Linked DNA regions of Mus musculus: region 1 is linked to region 2. Evidence: chromatin contacts called from public HiChIP or PLAC-seq data. All regions are on one chromosome and are shown on one strand. The core of a region is the stretch at or near the end of the contact, and the rest is flanking DNA. Distances in the headings are between cores, read along the strand shown. Region 1 overlaps Gm28175 (a long non-coding RNA gene). Region 2 has its middle 31 kb from the start of Gm35935.

Region 1 (3,940 bases), core at 558-3,057, 660 kb before region 2:
AAAATATAAACATTTGTGCCTCCATGTCTTATATTTTATATTTTAAATATATCTATTTAAATTCTGCTTTTTCAAGAGGGCATTCTTGCTTAATAGTTGTTAATTTAAAGAAAAGTCATATAGCTTAAATAAGTGGCCTTTTAGAAACAAAACCAAACTTGTACATTTTTGTGAACAGTGACAAAGTAACCATGTAGCTTTTGTAGTCAGGCCATAGCAAAAAGACACACATCAGCGTTAGGCACCACCCATCTCTTGAGTCAAACCTTCAAGGCCTAGCATCTCCAAGTTCTTCATATATGGTGATGACTACACTAAGCAACACAATGGCTTCATATTCCTGTTACTCTTTCTCCAACATCTTCAACTTACACTTTGTTATTCCATTTGTTTCACGTGGTAACATAGGTAACATAGTAGCAGAGCCTCACTGCAAACTACTGTGCTGTGGGTGCGTCTCCTCCACACCCAAGACTCCTGCTCAGCAGAAGCCGGAAGCAAGCCTGGAGGTGCCACGGCATAAACACGATGTGCTACAGGGCAAAGAGCTCACCTCTGAATGTCAATAACTTATCAAGTAGAGGCAGAAGGCCCTTGGCTGGGACACTGCACTATTTGGGCTTTCTAAAAGTGAATTCCGACTCTGTACAAAGTTATATGACATGACCTATTTTGTGTTTGCTTTGGGTAAGGGGGTGAGGTCCCCGTGAAGCTAGTTGATATTTTCACTCACTCTCCCATCTCCTAGGTGGAACTACTTGTGCAGAACTCCTGAGTCACAATGAAGTTACTCCCTGGACTCCTCTTAAGCAATTTATTTTTCACTTACTCTGTATCCATTTTAACCAGTCTGCTATAATCTAATTTAGATTAATGTAAACCAGGGAGAAACACATCTTTCCCTCACAGCACCTTATGAATTGGTCAAGGGCAGTGACAGTCCCAAGGAGACCTTCGGACTTGAAAACTGAGTTCCCAGGAAGGCCATCCCCCTGGCACTCAGCCACTGTGTGAAAAGCTTCTGAGAACATCACAGCAGGTTGTCCCTTGATCGCCAATCCGCTCTCTGAAAGGTGGGACAAATCTAAGAAGAGCTTTGACACAATTGGCCTCTCCTGAGATGACACCAAGTGAAGGTCATTGTTCAAAAGAGACCATATTGAGCTGGGGACACAGGCAAACGCCACAATGCATTTGAGGACACACGAACACACACACACACACCACACACACCAAACAATCCAGTCCCCTTGGAAGATATTCTCTATTTTATTGTCTCCCTCTTCCTCTAAAATGGGCGATTTCTTTTCTGCCAAGGAGACTCCAAAGGGCCATGAATGCTAAAGTCCTTCAAAGCTGTTAAATGCATCTTCAAATTTACAATAAAATCCAGCATGACAAATTCTCCAGTAAAATCTCTGGAGCGTCAGCACAGCGCTTACACCATTTCCCTTTCATTCAGTATTTTAGCATTCAACACCTTGAGAACCATGGAAGACCAATGTGAAGAAGAAGAAGAAGAAAACCCACAGAAACAAAAACAAAAACAAAAAAAAAAAAAAAAAAAAAAAACAAGAACAGAAAATAGAGGCAGAGAAAACAAAACAAAAGAAAACAAAAACAAAAACCAAAGCTTAACAATAACAAAGACAGTGGAGGGGGTGGGGTGGGGGGGGATGCAAACAGCCACAGGAGCGATTAAACATATGCCAAAGTCAACAACTGGTGCGGGTTAGCCACCGCTCTGCCCGGCAGGTAGAAGGCACACAGTGCTGAGAGAAAAAGGGGAGCAGGAAGTGGGAGAGCTTCGAGCCAGGAGCAGAGGCGATCCTGAGCTTCCAGACACACCACCAGCCATGCAAAACGCCACATACCTTTCTGGCTTGCTGGTTCTGTCGGCCGAGACAAAGCAGTCCCGTTCGCAGCGGGAGGCCAAATCAAAATGAAATTTTATTTAGTCTGCACTGTCCCCAGATTGGGTTTCAGAATGACTGCTTTAGGAGATAGCATGGATGTGGCCGATGCATGCTTTGCATATGAAACTGCAGTAGGAAAAGAAATCTACATAATCAAAAAAATCTGTGCTCTCTGTGTGTGTGACAAAAAAACACTGGACTACAATGATTTCGCTGCTGTGTAGGCTTCAGGCAGGTCCTTTCAAGGTGAAAAACACGTTCAAAAATCCTTAAGAGATATTACAGATATGTATTAATAAATCTATATTCCTTTAGTTTAGGAGGGTATGCAGTTTCCTGCATGTAACTGTACCACAGAAATAATTGATTTCTGTGTATTAGTGAGCACACCAAAATTTGTATATGAAAAAAAGAAATTGAATTTTCAAACATGTGCAGATTATTTTGAGGGGGGTGGAGGGCTTGTCCTGACAATTAGTGTACCCTCTGAGCCTTGATAAAATAAATTAAAAGCTTAAGTTCTAAACAGCACTAAGAGCCTCTTTGATTTTTCCCTGGGAAGGCACTTAAATAATTCATATTCAGAGACTATCTGTAAATATGAGAAGAAAGTCTTCTTTTTTTTAAAAAAAGAGCTTTAGATGTTGGCAATAATATCTTTAAATTAAGTAAAAAGACTCAGCTGTATAGAGAAAACCCATTGTGGGATCCGTGGGCATCTGTTTGTTATGCATGCACACTTGCTGTGTGTGTGCACACTGTGTCTAACGAAGGGTCACCGCCTGCCTTGGCCAGGAAGAGGTCCTGTGAAGTGGGAAGGCAGAATAGGGAGAGTGGGACTTGTTAGTAAATAGGCATCATTTAAAAAAAAAAAAAAACTTATTATACTATACTTTCATTTTGATATTCAGTTCCTAGAGTTTGGGTGCTGTTCAATTGTTTTCTTGAAAGAAAAAATTAAAAGCAATTTTGAAAGAAAAAATATCTAGCTGTATAAAATAAAAGCAAAATATTAAAAATTTGAGACAGCCCTGAAAACCATGAATGGTCACTCTTGTATGTTATAACGGTCCCAGGGTCCTGAAGAGTATGTTATGTGTCCTTCATCTCTGAGGGAGCTTCCAAGCCAGGACCCACAGCTGCACAGAGACTTAGCTCCACAGTGAGATACAAATGCCTTAAACAATGTGCTTTCCCCATGCCCTGGCAGCAGCCACTAGCAGAGGAAGTGGAGAGACCCACACTCCTTACTGAAACAGCCCAGATTCATCCCCCCTATTTGGGTTTGCCAGTAATTTTCTTAGAACAGCTTTCCCCTTTTCCAACTTAGACTGGCAACCAGTCAATAATAATGTTTACAAATGTAAAGGTCTCCTTCAATTGATCATTTTGCATTAGGTACGAATGCACACCACCAGCATAATTAAAACCTAAAATCCAGAGAGAGCCAGTGGGATTTGTTCTCTTTATACCCCTGAACTATTGCATCTAGGCCTCTCTATAACTAGGGCAGTATGTTGGCTTCACTGGGGCTTGTAAGCTAAACGTACCCTCCTTGCCTTGCTGCTATAATTACTCAGAGTGTTCATTAAGCAAGAGTTTCGCCTTACTATTGTTTTTACTGTTAGGGCACCCTGTTTCTGAGGAAGAGAAAGATGTGACTTCTTAGCAGATCTAACCCCCAAATTCAACACACCTGGCCTTTGCTTTCTACCTAGTATGCAACCGTGAATATGCAAATGACCAGTATCTCATTAATTTATTCCGCAGGCAATCTTCGAATGTGAACCAGTCCTGTACCACTAGTACCGGAACTGGTACGATCAGGGCTGCTGGAAGCAGCTGAAGGCTGTGGCTGCATATTGAAATACTGTTTCATCTTTATTCTGTCCTTTGGCACTCCAATTCAAACAAAGACTCTTACCTTCCTCTACTTAGCGGGCAGCCAAAAGCAAAAGTGGAAAAAAAAAAAAAAAGAACGGAGGGAGAGAGAGAGAGAGAGAGAGAGAGAGAGAGAGAGAGAG
Region 2 (4,002 bases), core at 112-2,611:
AAGGCCTGGAGTTTTGGACTCAGTAAAAACAAGACAGGACACCTAGCTCTCTACCTCCTGACTGATGTCACATGACCAGGCAGCTTATGCGCCTCTGCCAAGACTTTCCATGAAGGATTGTAATCCCCAACCTCTAGCCAAAATACTCCGCCGCCCCCCCCCCCCCACTTAAGTTGCCTTTGTCACGGAATTCTACCACAGCAATAAGAAAACTGATTAATGTCACATCTGTGCTGATAAGACAGTTACTAAGACAATTCTCTGGGTCCATCTAATTTACAGTAAAGTTAGGTTTTGGTGATTTAAGAATAAAAAATATTTGGTTAAATTATCTTTAAAAAAAAAGAGTATACTGAGGTGGAGAGATATTGAAATGTTTTTAGCCGTAATGATAGGGATCAAATCAAGGCTTTGAACATACTAAGCCATTTTTCTACCAATATGATACAGCTTCCTGTTTTCTCAAGAAGAGTTATCACAGTGCAGACCCAGGCTGTCCTTGTCTGGATTGTCCTGCCTCAGCCCTTGGCACTGAAAATAGGGATTTGCCACCATGCCTAACATGGCAGACAACCCTAAGTGCTGCCTATTTCCCACATGTTTGCCATTTAATATTTATTCTGCTTCTTTTCTTCTTCTTCCTGTGACTGGAGTCAGTTAGCTTCCTTAAATGGCCAATTTTTAAACTCTTGAGTGTCATTTCGATCCATGTATTGGCTACTTTCCCATCCTTTCTAAACATAAGTGCTTAAATTTAATAAAATGCATGGCTTCCCATCTGTGTTTTAATATCAGACTTCTAGGGAAAGCAACATGTGAAGTATGTTAAAGGCTGTGAGGAAACATGGTCATGTTGGAAGAAAATTTTTGTTTTTGCAATGAAGGTCGGAAGGAGAAGCAAAGCAGAGAGGCTCCAGTGCCCCTTTCTGGGCTCTGCTTTCTCTGCAGCTGCGTGGAGGTGTGAAAGGCAGCCAACACTCTCCCATTGAACTGGGAAGGGCATAAATTCAAGCCACGAATGTGTGAACTGCATTGTCCTCTCTTTGTGAGCCTCTATGAATGCTACCCAGTTGTAAGCATTTAATTTCATTCTGTAATAATTCAGTTGCCAAAGTCTTTGTCCTTGCTTCCTAACATATGCCCCAAGGCTTGTTTCAAGCAGACAGATGCCATTAAATATGTTTATTAAGCTTGAAGACAGAAAATACTTCCTAAACTCCATGTACACGTAGAAATACAGATTCAAATTTTGATGGAATATCCCCTTAAGAAAGGATTGCATTGATTTCTATTTAGTATCAAATCATAGGCTTCTATAATTTTAAGAACTAATTAAACAGATTGAAAGTAGTGCCTGTGGCTTAATCCTGTGATAAATCTGCATGAGTCCCAGACACTGGGGTAGCTCTCCATTGAATTTGCTTCAGATCCACAAAACAAACTAAGTTCTGGAAGAGATACTTATTGTTTAATTATGGTTTAAATATATACACTAAAGCAATAATTTGAGTAAACAAGAATTGCAGGCTATTCACGGATGTGTGAGAAAAGGAAGACGTATGAACCACGTATACTGTAGTTCTTCCTAAGAAGAAAGTTCAATGGGTAGGTTAAAATTGGCCAAATTCCTAAGCAGTGAGAAAATCTCTCACTGGTTTCCCATTGATAGGCAATGAAAGAACCAAACTTGGAAAGCAATGTGGTTTGGGAGGAATCGCTGAATAGAAGCCTCAGGGGCATGCGGTGTTCGGGAGTTGGCATGTTGTCCAGTTTTGTCCAATTATCAATACATGAGAGGGATTAGCTGTCGGTAATGGCGCGATGAATAAAAGACTCAGGTCATAAGCAGTGAGTTTAGAAAAGTGAGAGCGTACTTCGCGGGGAAAAGCCTTTCTAAATTAGCAATAAAATGAGATGATTAGGTTAACTGTTTCGTTTCTAAAGTAGATAAATCCTGGTGATGGGAATCATGCCCCGATTGGCCCGTCCAGGTTCGTCCAACTTTCGTTTTTTTGCTGCGAAGTAATCACTGGAGCCTCCACATCGTCAGTGACAGAAAACTCAAGGCAAATTTTCAAGAATCCATGGGAAACCGTACTGCGACCTTGAGAAGAAAAGGGGGGAGTGGAGGGAAATAAGAATCTGAATAGTTAATAGAAAGTTTAGATTCAGATTAATGATTTGCTTTGTCTAAATGCTAGCACTGGTATTCACATGAAAATCCTCACTTAAGAACATAGTTAGGATGCATCAATCCTCAAACGCTGTATCTCAGAGATAAATGGAAAGCCATTGAGCCCCCAAAGTGTTGATTTATGGCTAACAGCACCTGAATGCCCACATTTCATCATCATTCTAGGGTATCATCATAAAAGGGAAGAATGGGCATTATGGGTAATTATGAAGAGCAAAAAGAAATATGAATAGAAATGCATTTGGAAACTTTTGTGATTATGCATAATAGTCACTCACAGTCACAAAATAAATTAAAAATAAGATAGAAGAAACTTTTACAGTCTTTGTCAGTCATTCCAAATTAACCTTTATTCACAGTGCTTGAACTGATAATGTTTGCACCTGGGAAGTGATCCAAACTTAATTTGGGGTGTTGTTAACAAAAGTCATCTAATGTCATTAAGACTCCCAGTTATCTCTAAAATATTACTGACAAAAAAAAGGGATAATTGGAGCCTTTGCAGATATGCAAAAATTCTCCCCCTTTAAGAGTTTTCTACAAACACGAGAAAACACACAGTTAATGTTTCTAAGAGCGTTGTCGTAAGGAGCTCAGCTAATGGAGTGGTGTGAGCAGCCTGGCATCGATCTTCCCTTAGGAATTAACAGAGTCCATCAGACTGTCGACCCTTTGTACTGTGTGAGACCTAACAGCACTTGGAAGTCTGACTCCAAAGATGTCTAGATGAATAATTTGTATGAAGAAAGTAGAAAGATACTCATAAAATGCCTTTATTTGGAAAAAAATCTCAAGTTTGTCTTCAACCTGAGCTACTGGATATTGCTAGTTTCATTTTACCACCAGGACAGTGATATTATAAGTTATCTAAATAACAAGGTTACAAAAATGTCCAATGGCTACTTTGTTGTTTAAACAATAAAAAATTACAATTAAAAAAGTCCCTATCTATTACTGCCCTTTCCATGTTACTCTAAGGAGAGACTGCCTAGATCAGATGGAGTAGTGACTGGACTTCAGCCATTTTGTATGCTATAGCAGAAAACAATATGATGTAATCTGTTGGATGATTTCATGCCATGCAGAGTGAGAGCAAGAGCTCGAGAGAGCGAGAGCGCGAACACAAGAGAGAGAGCGAGCAAGAGAGAGAGAAACAACAAAAGACAGTGTTAGAGTTTCTGGATAGCTTCCTTCACTCTCTTTCTTCTTCATTCTCTCCTTTTTGTATTTTTACATTCAGTTTTAAATCTATTTTGCATTTGATTTATAATTTTAATATTTTTTGTATGTTTTGTTTTGCTTTTTGTTTTTTGGGGGGTCTTTTGGGGGGGGTTTGAGACAGGGTTTCTCTGTATAGCCCTGGCTATCCTGGAACTCACTCTGTAGACCAGGCTGGCCTCGAACTCATAAATCTGCCTGCCTCTGCCTGTTTTTAATTACAATAAAATTATGTTACTTTTTCTCTCTCTCTTTCATCCCTTTAGCCTCTCTCAGCTCCCTCCAGCCTCCTTCATAGGCCCACACTTTCTAGTTGATAGCTTTGGATCATTGTAGTTACATACATATATGTCTGTCTGCATGTGCGCTAATATACATATTGATACCAACAACTTAGTTGCTTGTGTGTATGCGGTTTAAGGGCTCTGGCCAGTTTGCACTGAACAATCACTATGGGCTCATCCTTGGGAGAGCCTAACTCTCCTCCCAGCCTTCAGCCATTACTTGCCTCTGGTTCTTTGACAAGGATTAAGACCCTATTAAATCCCCCCTCCACTTTAACATGGCTAACGATATAGATATTTTTCCAA

The links. HiChIP or PLAC-seq counts read pairs in DNA pulled down with a chosen protein or histone mark.
Region 1: an H3K4me3 HiChIP or PLAC-seq map of embryonic forebrain shows a contact between it and region 2, with 5 times the contacts expected there. The contact joins two enhancer-like sites. A contact is called at or near these places in 1 of 484 Hi-C or Micro-C datasets (neural progenitor cells), 2 of 115 datasets of contacts at active chromatin or transcription factors (astrocytes and embryonic forebrain) and 1 of 9 other capture datasets (embryonic tail).

The regions. Positions count from the first base shown.
Region 1 is chr1:42,259,933-42,263,872 of GRCm38.p6, reverse strand. It overlaps Gm28175 (a long non-coding RNA gene), which reads right to left. Exons shown (of 4, transcript XR_865384.2): 3 at 1,875-2,720. Among named protein-coding and RNA genes, the nearest start is that of Gm28175, 4.1 kb to the right of the region's middle. Within about 2 kb of position 1,807, at least 30 of the 459 cell types and tissues checked have an H3K27ac peak or open chromatin away from gene starts, as enhancers often do. A contact at or near this core is called in embryonic forebrain, where this site is marked.
Region 2 is chr1:41,602,945-41,606,946 of GRCm38.p6, reverse strand. No RefSeq gene overlaps it. Among named protein-coding and RNA genes, the nearest start is that of Gm35935, 31 kb to the right of the region's middle. Within about 2 kb of position 1,361, at least 27 of the 459 cell types and tissues checked have an H3K27ac peak or open chromatin away from gene starts, as enhancers often do. A contact at or near this core is called in embryonic forebrain, where this site is marked.